2 separate regions of the Mus musculus genome follow, and region 2 is linked to region 1. Evidence: chromatin contacts called from public promoter capture Hi-C data. All regions are on one chromosome and are shown on one strand. The core of a region is the stretch at or near the end of the contact, and the rest is flanking DNA. Distances in the headings are between cores, read along the strand shown. Region 1 overlaps Il17rd (interleukin 17 receptor D). Region 2 overlaps Arhgef3 (Rho guanine nucleotide exchange factor (GEF) 3).

What was found. Promoter capture Hi-C pulls out the DNA fragments that hold promoters and counts their contacts.
Region 2: a promoter capture Hi-C map of liver shows a contact between it and region 1. The contact joins two enhancer-like sites. A contact is called at or near these places in 5 of 39 promoter capture datasets (the C10 cell line, embryonic stem cells, hippocampal neurons and 2 more), 2 of 115 datasets of contacts at active chromatin or transcription factors (both in embryonic stem cells) and 1 of 9 other capture datasets (embryonic stem cells).

The regions. Positions count from the first base shown.
Region 1 is chr14:27,100,606-27,103,696 of GRCm38.p6, reverse strand. Il17rd (interleukin 17 receptor D) reads right to left here. Exons shown (of 13, transcript NM_134437.3): 13 at 1-2,420. The coding sequence ends at 2,311. Among named protein-coding and RNA genes, the nearest start is that of Il17rd, 63 kb to the right of the region's middle. Within about 2 kb of position 1,751, at least 24 of the 459 cell types and tissues checked have an H3K27ac peak or open chromatin away from gene starts, as enhancers often do. A contact at or near this core is called in liver, where this site is marked.
Region 2 is chr14:27,378,504-27,381,539 of GRCm38.p6, reverse strand. Arhgef3 (Rho guanine nucleotide exchange factor (GEF) 3) reads right to left here. Exons shown (of 10, transcript NM_001289687.1): 3 at 1,779-1,949. It overlaps Gm52096 (a long non-coding RNA gene), which reads left to right. Exons shown (of 3, transcript XR_003951012.1): 3 at 1,727-1,811. Among named protein-coding and RNA genes, the nearest start is that of Gm52096, 3.6 kb to the left of the region's middle. Within about 2 kb of position 1,684, at least 69 of the 459 cell types and tissues checked have an H3K27ac peak or open chromatin away from gene starts, as enhancers often do. A contact at or near this core is called in liver, where this site is marked.

The DNA.
Region 1 (3,091 bases), core at 502-3,001:
ACCTGGTCTATTTCCCCACAAACCATTCACTCTCAGCCCCAACCCCATCTCCCGTTAGCATCAAAAAGCTTGTGCCTTGTCAGAACTGGCACCTTGCCTTAATCTGCAAGGCCATTCTCATTCCTGGCTCAACGATGAGGTGTATGGGAAAGAGGCTGGCTAATACTATGGCTCCGCCCACTATCTGCTCCTTCAGGGCTAAGAAACCATCACCTGGCACGTTAGAATCTGGCTCTCTCTTCTGATCAAAAACACTTGTATGTCAAAATAAAGTCACCCAATGGCTAAACACAAACAAAACTTCACCTGACTCTGACTTTTTGGACTAGCAAGCTAGATGGCTCACAGGGCTGCCCTCCAGTTTCCTCATCTGAGTTCATGCATCGAGCCTGGGCCTGGGATCCAGTGAAGCTAAGCCCTCCTCCACCCAGGGCCCCATGCTGCTCCTGGGCACTCTCAGGGACCCCACACTCCACATGCAAAGCTCAGTATCTATCCGAAATGTGGTTTCTAATGGCTCTTTGGGGGGGGGGATAAAATATTTCTTGGCCTCAATTTAAAAAGAGAAAAACATTCTCTGATGATGTTCCCAGGGAACGGTCATACATTAGCAATTTAGGCCCACCAATCTCCCTCACAGAATGAATGCCAAGACTGAGCACGGCCAGGAGAGCCTCATGGAGGTGGGAGCTCTGTCTGCTCAGTCTGGATTCCACAGTGATAATATGGCGTGAACTCCTCTGCAGAGATGCCTGGTTTTACTGCGAGACCAGCTCACAGCTTGCCCAGAGCAGCTGCTCTGTTCTCTGCTAGAGAACATGTGGAGCACGCTCTCCTGAGAAGCTGCCAGCTGCCTGTGCAGAGCAGGGAGAAGGGTGTTTCCATCCAAAATGCACACAAACCGCTTCTTCTCAGCAGGAACTAAGGGCTCCCTTCCCCCACCCCCCACCCCACTGCAAAGGTGCCTAGAAGGGAAATCCCCGGCTCATCTCACCTCCACACCTGACCTTGGGATCTTTCTCAGCAACCCCCTTAATGCTGGTCCAATCTGGTGGAGTAGTAAGAAAAATCAATGGTTCGTAACAGAATGCTGAGAAGATAGGCTGCCAAAATCCAACAGCACCCATGCTAACAGTGGAGAAGGATGCTCAAACCAAGTGAGCCAGAGCAAGGGATAAAGGTTTCTAAGGGGGAGACAGACTCATCGTTATATACATCTAATTAAGGTACAGGATAGGAAGAGATGGTTTACCTTTGGAAACAGAATTTCTGTACAAGATTCATTCATAAAAATAGAACATTTACTTTTGTAACAATCCCCTCCTTTCTGCCTTCTGAAAAGGAGGTTTGTCACTTGTCAAAACCAGCAGATTAACTGGCCACCGTCTCCCGTACACTGACGAGTATTAGTGGATTCTGACCTCTAAAATTCAAGACACGGCACCAGCCAAAATACAAACCACGATTCTAATAATGTTGCTGCCCAGCTGAGTAATGGATAGCAGTCCTCCACGTCCAGCCGTCACCACCCGAGCTACAGAGCAGTAAATGTAGCCCAGGGAGAAACTAAACAGATGGCTAAGGCTCCCATGAGATGGCTACCTCGATGCAGGGAAAACGCCCAGGTCCTGACAACGTCTGCACATTAATCAGCCAGTTTCACGTAGGACAAACAAGATGGTCCAGCCCCACAGGATTCTGTCCTGGTTGGTCATGTTTCCCAGTAAGAGAGAGAGAGCTGTTTTACAAAACGTGACTGGATGAATGTTCAATCATTGTCTGGACCTTGGACTCAAGGTTTACTTAACACTCAGGACAGTGTAAGTTCCACATCAAAATGGACAGAAACATGACCTGCAGCGCAGCCTGGGTCCCAGCAGTACTTGACATGGGTAAGTAAGCTGTAAGGATGCCGAGAGGGCTTTTCCACAAAGCATTTTGAGTTTAAGTAGCCAGAGTTCAAGTGAAGCCAGAGCAGGCTGTGTGGGAGCTTTCCTATTTCTCGTTACCTGTTTCCACTCTACCCCTCTCAGAGCAGGCTCAGATCCAAGGATCAGTCTGAGATGGACAGCTGCAGTCAGATCTAATGGACATGCCTTTCAGGGTTCCATATGCTTTTGGGAAACTGGAGACTTTGCTAAGTATCCCTTAGAAGGCTGGAGCAGAACAGATCGAGTGCTAGCCAGAATTTCATTCCAGATATCCCCGTGTGCGCCTTCAGCTCCAAGTAGGCTGCACAACCACAGAGGTGAACTGGGGAGCCAGAGAGATCAGCAGCTAAAGTGGCGATGCTTAGACTCTTCCGAGTCCTTACAAAGGAGCAAGCGCTTGCAGTTCGTCAGTGTGGCTGTGGCAACCATGTTCTCTGGACACCCCAGAGGCAAGGAGCTTGGAAGGGAGGGTAGGGGGGTCCTCCTCACCTAAGGAGAGAAGAAAGGACAGAGCCACAATCAGTACACTTTACTGACCCAGACCCCCAGTGCCACCACATGGCTGGGATTCGCTCTTGTGTGTTGCACAAATGAGGCAGGCATCGGAACCAGCTCAGAGTAATACTCTCAACCTCTTACCAGAGGAAGAGAGATCCCTCCGTTAGAGCCAAAGTTTTACATGTGTGACTCCAAGAACTTATAGGTGTGGTGGATTCCTGAGGCTCTCTGGGGAAGAGCCCTCCTTCCCGGAGCACTGTGTGAAGCTAGCACTGAGAAGAATACAGTGTTCATGAACATACGGTTTAATAGACATCTGGGCTTCAAAGGCGGTGGAAAGATAAAAGGCAGCAAACACTTCAGCTCCCAGAAGGGCACAATCCCACAGACCCTTATCCAACACATGCATTTAGTATTCCAATCTTTTCAGAGTTAGGAGACTGCCAACCCTACTGACAACTGGAGCTTAACCCTCGAGACCCCATGGTGGGAGGGGCTCTACTCCCAAAAGGTATCCTTCTATCTGCATGTGCCTGCACGTGCCACACCCAGCCCCTATTCCCATGTGTGTACACACACAGAAAATAAACATTAATTTTTTAAAAGGCGATTCCACACCCAACAGCATATATAACGCTGGTGGAAGGGTTTGAGCGGCTCGC
Region 2 (3,036 bases), core at 435-2,934, 280 kb before region 1:
GAGGGTTACCACAACATGAGGAACTGGGTTAAAGGGTCGCAGCGTTAGGAAGGTTAAGAACCACTGTCATAGGAAAATGCTACTTACTGGCCTGTCAACCTGTTTTCTACTACTATAAAGGACCACCTGTGCAAGGCTGGTACTGCTCATGGTGGGCTGGGCCCTCCCAGACCAATCATTCATCAAGACAACACCCCACAGACTTGCCTGTTGCTAATCCGATGGAGGCATTTTTTTTTTCAATCAAGTTTCCATTTCCCAGATAAGCTAACTGTGCCAAGTTGACAAAAAACAAACAAAAAACTAGGACAGTGCGGAAGTCTGACTGCTGTTATCCCCCCTGGGTTTTACTAGAGGCTACCCACCCAGCCTGAAGCTTCCATCACTGACAGTCATCATGCAGCGTAGTCCCTTCTGCTTGAGGATATGAGACTCTGCATGCCCCACAGGTGAAGATCAAACCCACAGTCCTAATATCACATAAGATGTTGTCATGTTTCCACATGGGACTTTGGAGGGTGCCTGCATTACTTTAAAGGCTGTAGTCACTGTTTGATAGGCAATACATTTATATGGTACCCAACACAGACCGCACAGAATGGACACCCTGGAAAGAACCTGCACTCTCAGGCCCTTCTTCCAGGAACTTCAGGAAGAAACACTGTTGCCAATATTTTAGGCATCCTTCCAGAAATATTTTCATGCATGCACACAAATTCATTCATATATATATAATATGTATGTGTGTGTGTATGTGTGTGTGTACATACATACATACACACACACACATACATACACACAATCATTTTAGATATGTGGTAGCACTGTTTTGTGCCTTGCTTCATCTACTAAGTTACCCAAGCACGCACGCACGTACATACACACACAAACACACCATCTCAATCTCTACAGCCATATAGTACTTTGAGTATTTCAATAGCTCCTAGTACCCCTTTTGCCAGGGTCCTCAGGTAGTTTTAGAGAGAGAGAGAGAGAGAGAGAGAGAGAGACAGACAGACAGACAGACAGACAGATAGACAGACAGAGACAGAGAGAGAACCAGTATACTAGTGAATACCAATAATCCTAGCACACAGGAGGAAAAGCAAAGGGTTCTCTGCAAGTTTTGCAGCACCATGTATGAAGAAGCGAGCAAAGCTGTACTGACAAACCCTCTAGAGAAGGGGGTGCCATCACAGCCACTTAGAGATGGGGTTATAGAAAACTTATGGGCAAATTAACTGTCCTCCACAAGAAAGAAGTTTTCCTTTATAAAGGTGTACCAAAGTTCTAAAAGCCAAATATTTTTTAAAACTTCCTAAAAGTTACTAAAAATATAAATGACTGTAGCCATGCACGGTAGTCCATGCCTTTAATCCCCACTCTTGAGAGGCAGAGGCAGGCAGGCAGATCTCTGGGTTTGATGCCAACCTGGCTTATATAGTGAGTTTCCAGACAGCCAGAACTAAAGAGAGAGTTTGTCTCAAAAACAAACAAAAACCAACAAAAACAAAACAACAACAGCAAAAACCAAACCAAACAAACAAAAATAATAACAATAAAAGGTAAGAGATATAAATAAAATGAAGATGATTGTCTTTGTGAGTGGATGAATCCTAACCGGACACTTAGCTTCAATATTGCAACATCGCTTGCTTTTTTTACAACATTATCCCTCCCCACGAGACCTGGCTCTGAGCGCTGATAAACTGATTCTTGTCTGCAGGGAACCTTCTGATGGACAGACACACAGGCAGCTCCAGGGGTCCCGAGCTTACCTCCTGTCTCTTGATCTCCTTGGCCGTGAGCACCTGATTGACACACACATCGAAGGTCTCACTCCACAGTTTGCTGTCTCTCCGCTTTGTGCTTGAGGAGGTGGCATTTCTGGACCAAGCTCGGGGGGCAAGGATGTCGGGGCGGCTCTCGCTGCGGAAGCTGATGGACCGCTACACAACGACAAAAAGAAACCACCATAGGGTCAGCAGCAGGACTGGGTGGATCTGTTTTGAGCAACTTCCTGTTGCTGACAGACACAAATCATCTGTAAGAAAGGAAGGGCATGGCCAAAGCTTTTAAGGAGTGGGAACCCTCTGCCGCCCATGCACCTTTTCACATATCTCTCTGTGTGACCTGGACACTGAGTGAACTAAAGAACCATGGCAGGCCAGGCTCACACAAAAGGCAGCTCTCCAACACACACCCTTTGATGTTTATTCTTCAAAAGCACAACGGAAAACAGTGGTGGATAACCATACACAAAAACCCACTATCTCCTACAACAGGACCCCACTATCCCGGGTGCCCCTTGTATAGTCTGCGTTGGCTTCTCCAGGTCCAATCAAATGGAGAGTGCCACGATCCCCATTCAGGGATGAGAAAGAGCAGGAGTATTCCTCTGGTCCTGTGAGTTCAGAGATGACACACACAGAAGTTTCTTGTGGCCATTCTCCCTGATCACACAGAACAAATCTATTTACCACAGGTGAGAAGAAAGGGGCACACAAGATAAAGGCTGGAGAGAATTACTGAGTGAGGGAGGAAACTTAACCAAACCAAACCATCCTGGATCTCACCATGCCTGAAGCCATGGGCTAATACAATCTTCTGTCTCCAGTAGTTAGAGTTCTATCAACTCAAAATGTGGCACCAAAATGCATACTGAGACCAGATGGTGCCCACCCCCGACATGTTTTGTTCTTTTGCAGAGGCCCCAACTGTGTTCAGAGATCTGATTGCAGCCTGGCGTGGTAGCGCACGCCTTTAATCCCAGCACTTGGTAGGCAGAGGCAGGCGGATTTCTGAGTTCGAGGCCAGCCTGGTCTACAGAGTGAGTTCCAGGACAACCAGGGCCACACAGAGTAACCGTCTCGAAAAAACAAAAAAAAAAAAACAAACAAACAAACAAACAAAAAAAAAAACAACAGAGATCTGATTGCCCAAAGTCCAGCCTTGTGAGTGAAATATACTACCATGGGGCTTTCTCATGACAACCACAAAGCATCCAAAGGAAGGTAATGTGTCATCTTTAGTCTT